Linked DNA regions of Sus scrofa: all the other regions are linked to region 1. A link is a contact called in public HiChIP or PLAC-seq data. All regions are on one chromosome and are shown on one strand. The core of a region is the stretch at or near the end of the contact, and the rest is flanking DNA. Distances in the headings are between cores, read along the strand shown. Region 1 holds the start of SIK2 (serine/threonine-protein kinase SIK2). Region 2 holds the start of FDXACB1 (ferredoxin-fold anticodon-binding domain-containing protein 1). Region 3 holds the start of DIXDC1 (dixin).

What was found. HiChIP or PLAC-seq counts read pairs in DNA pulled down with a chosen protein or histone mark.
Region 2: an H3K27ac HiChIP or PLAC-seq map of alveolar macrophages shows a contact between it and region 1. The contact joins the promoter of FDXACB1 here to the promoter of SIK2 in region 1. A contact is called at or near these places in 2 of 5 promoter capture datasets (fetal liver and liver), 1 of 47 Hi-C or Micro-C datasets (liver) and 1 of 2 datasets of contacts at active chromatin or transcription factors (alveolar macrophages).
Region 3: an H3K27ac HiChIP or PLAC-seq map of alveolar macrophages shows a contact between it and region 1. The contact joins the promoter of DIXDC1 here to the promoter of SIK2 in region 1. A contact is called at or near these places in 1 of 47 Hi-C or Micro-C datasets (liver) and 1 of 2 datasets of contacts at active chromatin or transcription factors (alveolar macrophages).

The regions. Positions count from the first base shown.
Region 1 is chr9:39,367,162-39,370,174 of Sscrofa11.1, reverse strand. It overlaps SIK2 (serine/threonine-protein kinase SIK2), which reads right to left and starts at 1,620. Exons shown (of 15, transcript XM_021062772.1): 1 at 1,337-1,620. The coding sequence starts at 1,471.
Region 2 is chr9:39,628,385-39,631,359 of Sscrofa11.1, reverse strand. FDXACB1 (ferredoxin-fold anticodon-binding domain-containing protein 1) reads left to right here and starts at 1,373. Exons shown (of 5, transcript XM_003129851.4): 1 at 1,373-1,706; 2 at 1,941-2,097. The coding sequence starts at 1,535. It also overlaps a transcript of C9H11orf1 not described here.
Region 3 is chr9:39,664,837-39,667,872 of Sscrofa11.1, reverse strand. It overlaps DIXDC1 (dixin), which reads right to left and starts at 1,419. Exons shown (of 23, transcript XM_003129869.5): 1 at 1,071-1,419. The coding sequence starts at 1,130.

The sequences.
Region 1 (3,013 bases), core at 371-2,870:
TAGGGGAGGACAAAAAGTGAGAACAACACAATGGCATATACAAGCCCCTTGTTTTTGGAAATGAACTTCTTCACATTAAGCAAAACTTCTACGAACCAGAGCTACAAAAAACTCGTTTTCAAATGTCCTTCAGCTTACACAGCTATTCTGAAAAAGAAACCCTACCTAATTCCATATTCAAACTCTAGTATATTCGCACTAATAAGGGGGAACACTGAATAGGATGAAAACTAGAAGGGAAAAAAACCAAAAACTGAAAAAGGATGAAACTCCAGAACAACTACGATGAGGCAGAGTGGAGTACGTCAAAAATACAAGGTTTTATTCTAAAGAATGGTTTTGTTTCCACCGTTTTTCTAAAGTATTTAATTTGCACATCTTAAAATAGAGACCCTGAGGAGAGCAGCTTGAGGCGGTGAAAGGAAGGGGGGCGGGTTAGGTAAGAACAGAGACTTGCGAGAAAATATGTGCGGTGCATTAGAATGTGCAATGGAGGGGGGATGCTGGCTTCACCGTCAGGAAGCAATCCAGGGCTTTATGAGTAGAGAGGCAGAATCTGATGTGGCTTAAGGACCGCGAATTCACAGCCAGAACACACACCTGGGAAAGGGATAACCTAGGATGAGAAAGACCAACCTATCAACTGTGCAAAGGCAGAGATGACCGTTTCAACCAGCTCTATTGTCTGGAGTATTAGATGGAAATGCCTCGGGCGAGGGATCAAGCTAGCCTGACATCAAATCAGAGACTGTCGGGCAAAAGGAGGGAGAGAAGATGGGCAGTGGCCGTCCCGGCATTCCCGGCCACCGGCCCCCTTTTTCGCGCGGCCCCGGGAGGGGCGCCGCGGTCACAGGGGCCGCGCGGAGCCCCGTCCCGGGAGTCCGAGCGCAGGCGGTCCCCTCTTCGGGGCTGGCGACGTCTCTCTCCGCGCAGCACGGGAGCACAGAGACTTCCCCTCCCACCCCACCCCCAGCTGAAAGCAGGGAAGACGCGGAACTTGGGCTCCAGAGCGGAGGCCACAGACCAGGTCACGGCCCGGGTGGGAGGCCCTGGAAGAAATTCCGTGTGGCCACCGGGGGTGGCCTAGGGAAGGCAAAGCCCCGGCTGGTGGGGGTTCCAAGCGGACGACACTCGGGTCCTGGTGACCCGGCCCCGGTCCCTGCGGCGCTCACCGACCCCTGGACCTCCTGGGTCCTCACACTCCCAGGCCCTCTCGCCTCAGCTAGTGACCCGGCCTCTCGAAGCTCCCCAGCCCCCCGCTGCAGCCCCCCTCTCGGTCAGCAGCTCCTCTCTCGAACCCTCGCCTCGGACGCTCCCGCCGAGCCCCGGGCCGCACCTCCGTCCTGGTGATCCGGTGCCGCCCCAGCTTCACCACGGCGAAGTTGCCCTTGCCCAGCGTGCCCTCGATTTCGTAGAACCCCACCCGGACCGGCCCGCGCTGCAAGTGCCTCGGGCCATCCGCCATGACCATGCTGGGCCCCGCTGCTAGACACGGCGGACTGGAGCGCAGGCTGGCGGGCGGCGGGCTGGCGGAGCGGCTCCACTCGGGCGACGGCCGCTCGGCTCGCTCCTTGCTCAGTCCCTCCCGCTCAGCAGGGCCCAGCCAGGCGCGCGCCGCCGCTGACGTGCGCCGACGTCAGGGGGCCGGGGCAGAGGGGCGGGGGCGGGACCGGGCCTCGATTGGTCACCATGGCGACCGGAGCACCGCCGACGTCGGCGGCGGGCGGCAGGCAGCAGGGTGGTAGGGCAGATGGGCGGGGCCTGGACGGCGCGTTCCTTCCGGGCTCCGGCGCCCTCCGCCGCCTCGCCGCTGCCGGGGGCGGGGTCGCCTCCCGGCCCGCCCAGTTACTTGGCCACCCAGCCGAAGGGCAAGAGCGAGCTCTGGTGGGCGGAGTGGAGGGCTGCAGCGACCTGAGCCGGGCCGGGGTCTTCTTCCGTTGCCGCGGCGTTCTCCACCCACCCGGAGACCTTCCCGCCAAAACCTCTCACCTATGACTACTTTGTGTCCTAAATTTGGCACGGGCAAAGAACTGTGGCTGAGCAATGCATTGCTCACAGGCTCCTTTCTTTTATATCCTTTTCTCATCTGTTTCTATATAAATCCCTCCAAATTTGATGTCTCTGGGGAATCATTCTGACAGCAGCGCGATGCTTATAGATTCACAGAATGTCAGCGTTGAAGAGACCTTGAAGATCACCTAATCCAGGGATTTGGAGCCCGAACCCCTAAAAATATGTCCAAATTTTTGCCTCTTCCAGCTTTGGGAAGATGGGCGATAGCTGTTATTAGATTCCCAAACGTGTTGGTGACCTCGAAAAGGTAAAGAAATACTTTCTAATCCAATTTTTTTTTCAGGTGAGAAATCAACCCCCAGGGAATGAGGGAATTGCCAAAGTCACAAGGTAATACTAGAGTTAGGGTTGCAAATTACCACACCAGTCTTCCATATGGTGATCCAAGGAAACAGGTACAGCATTATTTCCAGACAAGGAGAGGGAAAGTATAAAATGCCCTTGAAAGGTCTTATGCCAGAAAGCAAGATTTTCAAAGAAAGGTAAGGACATGTCAGAAGGAAATCGGATCTAGTTTGAAGTTAACAATCTGGGATAATTTGAGCATCACGAAGGAATAATGGAAATGGGTTTATAACACAATGAATTTTTAAAAAGACTCCATGAGTGCTTACTTATTCTTACAATGTTAAATAAATATACGGGGGAAAAAATGACAGTTCTTCCTGATGGTGGAATGTCAACTAATACACATAGAAGAAATGATGAAATTTCCATTCTATGGAAATCACCATTTTGCAGCCATTCTATGGAAATCACTATTTCGCAACCATTATAGTAATAATTGATTCAGATAGAATTGTCGATAGATGTTGAAATCATTTAGTATGCTAGGGAATGGGATATTTCTAGTCTCAAACTATCCTCAAATTTCTTACTCATTATAAAAGGATAAAAACAGTACTTTCACAGAAGAAAAATGTGACAGATACCACTGTAA
Region 2 (2,975 bases), core at 124-2,623, 260 kb before region 1:
AAATAACAATGTCCCTGAGGCTGTAAGGACAGACATCACCATCCACTCAGTTGTCCAGGTCTGAAGCCTGGGGCTTATCTTTGATTTCTCTTCCAACTTCTTACATCCATTCAATCACTGGGTCTTGTTGATTTTGAATTAATCCACTACCCTCCATCTCCACTGCCAAGTTCAATTCATACCAGCTCTAGCTGATATGCAGTAGCCTCCTAATCTCCTTGCCATCAATCTTGTTCTCCTATCCTTTCTCCATAGGAAAGCAGAATTTTTGAAAATGAACAAATTGAGTCTTCCTATTTAAAAATCTCATGTGTCGGAGTTCCCGTCGTGGTGCAGTGGTTAACGAATCTGACTAGGAACCAGGAGGTTGCGGGTTCGGTCCCTGCCCTTGCTCAGTGGGTTAAGGATCCGGCCTTGCCATGAGCTGTGGTGTAGGTCGGACGCAGCTCGGATCCCGAGTTGCTGTGGCTCTGGCGTAGGTCGGTGGCTACAGCTCCGATTTGACCCCTAGCCTGAGAACCTCCATATGCCACGGGAGCAGCCCAAGAAATAGCAAAAAAAAAAAAAAAAAAAAGACAAAAAGAAAAAATCTCATGCGTTAAAATGGCTTACAACCTCTATATGTCCTGGTCTGTGCTTAACTTTTCAGTCTCATCTATCATTCTCCCTCCAACCACATTTCAGCTAAACTCAGCTATTGTTTCTCCATCATGATTGTTCATAGATTGTTCCTTTTGCCTCTTCACTCCTCTTGACTCAGGTAAGGGGTATCCCCCCTCCCTTAGCTTTCAGCTCAGGTGCACTTCATCCAGGGATTCCACTTCACTTCCAGACTTAGTAAGGTGTGCGTGCTCCTACAGCACCCTGAATCAGTCCTCTCACAGCACTGCATCCCACTAAATCAAAACTGCCTCTTTTGCTGTGCATCTTCCACCAGACTACCAGCTCCGCGAAACCTTAGGCCACATCTTGTTCCTCCATATATCTAACCTCCCCCACAGGCCCGGCACATTGAAGACACTATTTCTTGAATGAATAAAAGGTAGGAGATAGAAGCACCTGGAGAAATTCCGAACAGCAGTGACAATGGGTGGCAGACATTTCGGATGAGATGAAGGCTGTTACTAAATCCTCTGTGTCAAGAACACGCAGGACACAGCCTAACTTCTCCTTGGCCTCACCCCGGCCCTGCTTCCTTCACTTGGAACTCTCCTAACCCGCGGCCTCCCCTTCGGCGCTAGCGACTGCTGTGACCTCATGCAGAAATGACGAAGTCGCTCAAGGCCGTCGTCGGGCTCAAAGGCATTTAACACGCTCGAGGGGGTGAGAGAGTGGGCGGCGGAACGGCCGGTGTCTCGCTTTTGCTCTCATCGCTATAATCCTTGGACGTGGCTGCACCGGTTTGTCAAGACAACCGGACTCTGTGATGCGTCATCAGCCAGCGACCGGTGGGGGGGGGCTCTAGAGACCGGCGAAGGAAGTAACGTAAAAAGGGAGCGCCTCCGGGGACGCGAGCCCGGCGTAAGTTGAGCCTATGGCCCCTCGGCGCCTCCTGTTGGTTGGGGAGGGGAATTTCTCCTTCGCCGTTGCTCTGAACCAGACCCTGGATCCCCGCACTAGTCTAACTGCCACCTGCCTCCAGCGCCCGGCCGACTTAGCCCAAGATCCGGTGGCCCAGGAGAATCTGCAGCGCCTGCGCGAGCGAGGTAGCCGGGCCCGCCCCACCGCCTCTCTGCCCCTCCTCTAAGCCCCGCCCCGCCCCGCCCCGCCGTGGCGCTGACCGGACTGGAAAGGGTGGGCACGTGGGGAACTTGGGGATTGCCCTTGGTCTTACCATGAACACTTAGACCTCTGTGTGCCTAGACCTGCATTCAGGATAGGCAGGGGTTTTCTCTGGTTCTGGCATCTTAAGACATCGTCCTGTCTAAATTTTGCGCCAGGTGCCGAGATACGTTTTGGTGTGGACTGCACACAGCTGGTGGATGCCTTTGAACTGCAAGACCGAGAGTTTGATCGAATTTATTTTAACTTTCCGCACTGTGGACGCAAAGCTGGAGTAGCTAAGAACAGGGAACTGCTTGCCAAGTTTTTCCAGAGGTGAGGAGAGGCAAGCACTCAAAGTAAAATGTTTAAGATGTACATTGGATTGTTGCTGCACTCAAACATACTAGTTTGGGAAATACGGTATACCTGTGTACGTTATTTTATGATCGGTTGAGAGAGACTGTAAAGCTTCAAAAGAACCCACAGTAGACTGTTGGAAAGGCCAGACACTTGATCCTAAATCCCTAAATGCCAAATAAAAGTACAAATAATGTACTATTGAGCCTGTAAAGTAAGTATCACTTTTTTTTTTTTTTTTTTTTGCTTTTTTAGGGCTGCACCCACTGCATATGAAAGTTCCCAGGCTAGGGGTCAAAATGGAGCTACAGCTGCCAGGCCTACCACAGCTATAGCAACAGCAAGGCTGGATCCCCAGACACACCTGCAGCCTACAACACAGCTCACAGCAATGCCTTAACGCACTGAGTTAGGCCAGGGATTGAACCCACATTCCCATGAGTACTAGTCGGGTTCCTTATGCTGAGCCACAGTGGGAACTCCAGGCATTATCTGTTTTTGATAGTACAAAATAATGGGAGCCAGTATAGTGTAATGGCCAAGAGTATGGATTTAGGAGCCAAACTGCTTTGAACTCAAATCCCCACCCATCACTCAATAGTTTTGTGATGTTTATTATTAAGTTTATTTAATCCTCACTTGCTTGTACTTCTTCATCCATGAACTAAAGATATTGACAGTAACTACCTCATTAACTTATTGTGAACTTTAAACAGTGCTTTATGCTGTTATAGTAAAACATGTGATACTATTGCAGGTCCCTTTGGCCCATAGTTGTTATGAAACTTTTCACAGAGGCAGTATTTTGAGCTAGTATTTGAAGTAGGCATAGAATTTTAATGGGCAGGAGGGGA
Region 3 (3,036 bases), core at 170-2,669, 300 kb before region 1:
CTGCTATATAGCACAGGGAACTATATCCAATCATTTGTGATAGAACATGATGGAAGATATAGGAGATAAAGGATGTATATATGTATAACTGGGTCAATATGCTGTACAGCAGAAATTGGCACAACATTGTAAATCAACTATAATAAAAAAAATCTTTAAAAAACGCCATAAAGGGAAGAGAGGGAGAGGTGGAAAGAAAAAGAGGGAGAAAGGAAGAAAGACAACCAACCATCTACCTCTCCTTGTAAGGGATGCTGGGATAAGGCAACCCACCGGGTGGGGCTCAGAAGCCATGGAGGACATCGGAGCCAACCACAAGGGACAAAGGTCTTAAACCCAAATGGTCTGGGTCACTAGAAAAGAAAACTGGATAAACACCAGAATTCTGAGAGAAAAGCAAGTGAAGAGAAAAAGACTGTCCGCCAGCCCTAGCCCACACTGCCTGTCCGACTGAGGCCCTAGGTCCCCCCTCTCACACCGAAAGGGGCAAACCCCAGCTCCCCTGAATCAGGCCCAGAAACCTCTCTCTCCTCTTAGGTCCCTCTGCCAAGCAGGCTGGTGGTTGGGGGGAATGCACTGCCCTGGATTTAGAAAGTGATGTGAACACGAAGTGGGCACTTCCTGCGGACCACCTACTCCTCCTGCCCTTGCTCAAACTTTCTACCAATGCATGCCACCTCCTTTGGCTCACCCACTTACTCCTCAAACAGAAGGAGCACCTCTGCCATATAGTCATGGGCTTCCCTGGGGATGTCCTGCGGGCAAAGCCCAGAGAGGGATGAGACCACTTCTTCTGGAAGGAGATGACCTCAGAATTCGTGGTCCTGTCTTCTGGGCACAGGCAAGCTACCAGGGAACGTCATTGCCCAGCTTGGCTGGAAGCAGTCGGCCCTTTTGATCCCTCCGGGTTCACCAGGCTCCTCTGTACTGTACCCACCCCCACCTTAGCTTGGGGTTCTGCAGGGGGTTGTTCTGGGTCCGGTAAGGATGCAGGCGGAGGAGGACCCCTTCCAGAGATGAGGCTGGAGGCGTTAAGGCAGGGGGAGCTGGGGAGTGGGAGGAGCAGTTACCTCATTGAAGCCCTCCTGCAGAACGTCCAGTAAGTTCCCCCGGGTCAAACAGGCTAGCATTGTTCCTGCCGGCCCCCCGGGCGGGGTCTCCGGGCCGGCGGCCGCCGCCTCCTCCTCCCCGTGCACACAAAGACTCCCGGCTCAGCTCATTGGGATGTCTCCGGAGTCCCGCATGCCACTTACTGGAAACCCAGACCCGGGCCAAACTAGCGGCCTCCACTGGGCATGCTCGCACCGGGGATCTGCAGGAGGGGCCCCGCGCTGTCGCGGTTCCTATAGAAACTGCTGGGCGCGCACCAGGCGGAGGGGCGCTGGCTGGGGGCCCCCTGCCCGGCGTGCGTCAGGGAGAGCCCCGCGCCGCGCGCACACACGCACACGCACACGCTCACACACCGGGCCGGGGGTCGGGCGTGGGGAGCGGCGGCGTATGTGCCTGCGCTGCAGACACACACATACAGCAGGGCTGCTGGAGCGTGCGCGCCCCCCCGCCCCCCGCCCCAATACACACGGACGCACAGGGGGTATGGCTGCGTGTGGATGCCCTACACACACACACACACACACACACACACACACACACTCTTTCTCTCTCTCTCTCTCTCCTCTCTCTCTCTCTCTCTCTATCTCTTTCTCTGATGGCTAAAGAACTCAAGCTCCCCACCACAAGGCAAGGTGGCTGGGAAGGGGAGTGAATCATAGATTTTTACTCCCAGACTAGCTTTTTAACCCCCAGCAACCTTTTCCCATATGGGGCCTGGACAGTGAGGTTAGGCTAAAGAAGGGGTATCAAGAAGGGACAGACACAAAGAGAGGGTAGAGCGCTTTAGTTATTGATGTTATTGGGGTACATTTAATAAAGTGGTGCTAAACCAATCACAGGATCAAAATAGGGACATCAAGGGTAAACCAAGGATGAAGAAGTCTTTACCAAAAAAGTTTCTTTCTTTTGAAAATAAGCGCTAAAATGTGAAACCATATTTTAAATGAGTTTTAACTTAATTAAATGGGTTTTAATGAAAATAATTGTACAATGTCCTGGTGCACTGGAAAGGGTTAGGTAAGAGCTTCCTCAAACAAACAGAGAGCTCTTCCCCTTTGTTTCTGGTTATTCCAGTCACAGTCTTGATTATTTATTTTTAAAAATACTAGTCATCTGTGTCCTTGGTGCACACTCTTGTTTCTATAGGAAAACTGGAAGCTGAAAGAACACCCATATTATGTTACACCTCGTGATCCCAGATGGGAGGGAAGGGTTTACTGGGTGTTAAGGCTCAGAGAAGGTCAGGCCTTGCCCAAGGACACAGCTGGTTAGTGAGAGACTGTTTGAGAAGTTAGGACTCTATTTTTTCTTTCTTCTTTTTTGCTTTTTAGGGCTGCACCTGTGGCATATAGAAGTTCCCAGGCCAGGGGTCCAATCAGAGCTGCAGTTGCCAGCCTACACCACAGCCACGGCAATGCAGGATCCAAGTCGTATCTGTGACCTACACTGCAGCTCACAGCAACACCAGATCCTTAACCCACTGAGCGAGGCCAGGGATCAAACCCACATCCTCATGGGTACTAGTTAGATTTGTTTCCACTGCTCCACAACAGGAACTCCAGAAGTTAGGACTCTACAGGAGTGATTTTCCAAAGGCACAGATTCCCTCCTCAAATCCCCATTAGTACCTTAGCGAGAAAAGTCAGTAATGGCTTTTATTCAACCTAACCTCATCCTCGGGTCACTAGAGAAGAACGTCCTTACTTAGAACGGCCAGAACTGGCTACATCTTGCCTGAATGTCTAAAGCTGCTAAACACAAAGATGCTTCTGAGAAAAGACACACCTCCCTCTGACCACAGCAAGCAGGAAACAGAAGTCAGCCAAGGTGTTAAATGGCTGTTGCTGGTTGAATGCTGTGGGTTCAATTCTGGCTAAGGCTGGGGAAAAGCCATGACACTGGATCAAACTGAACCTAAACAGCCCA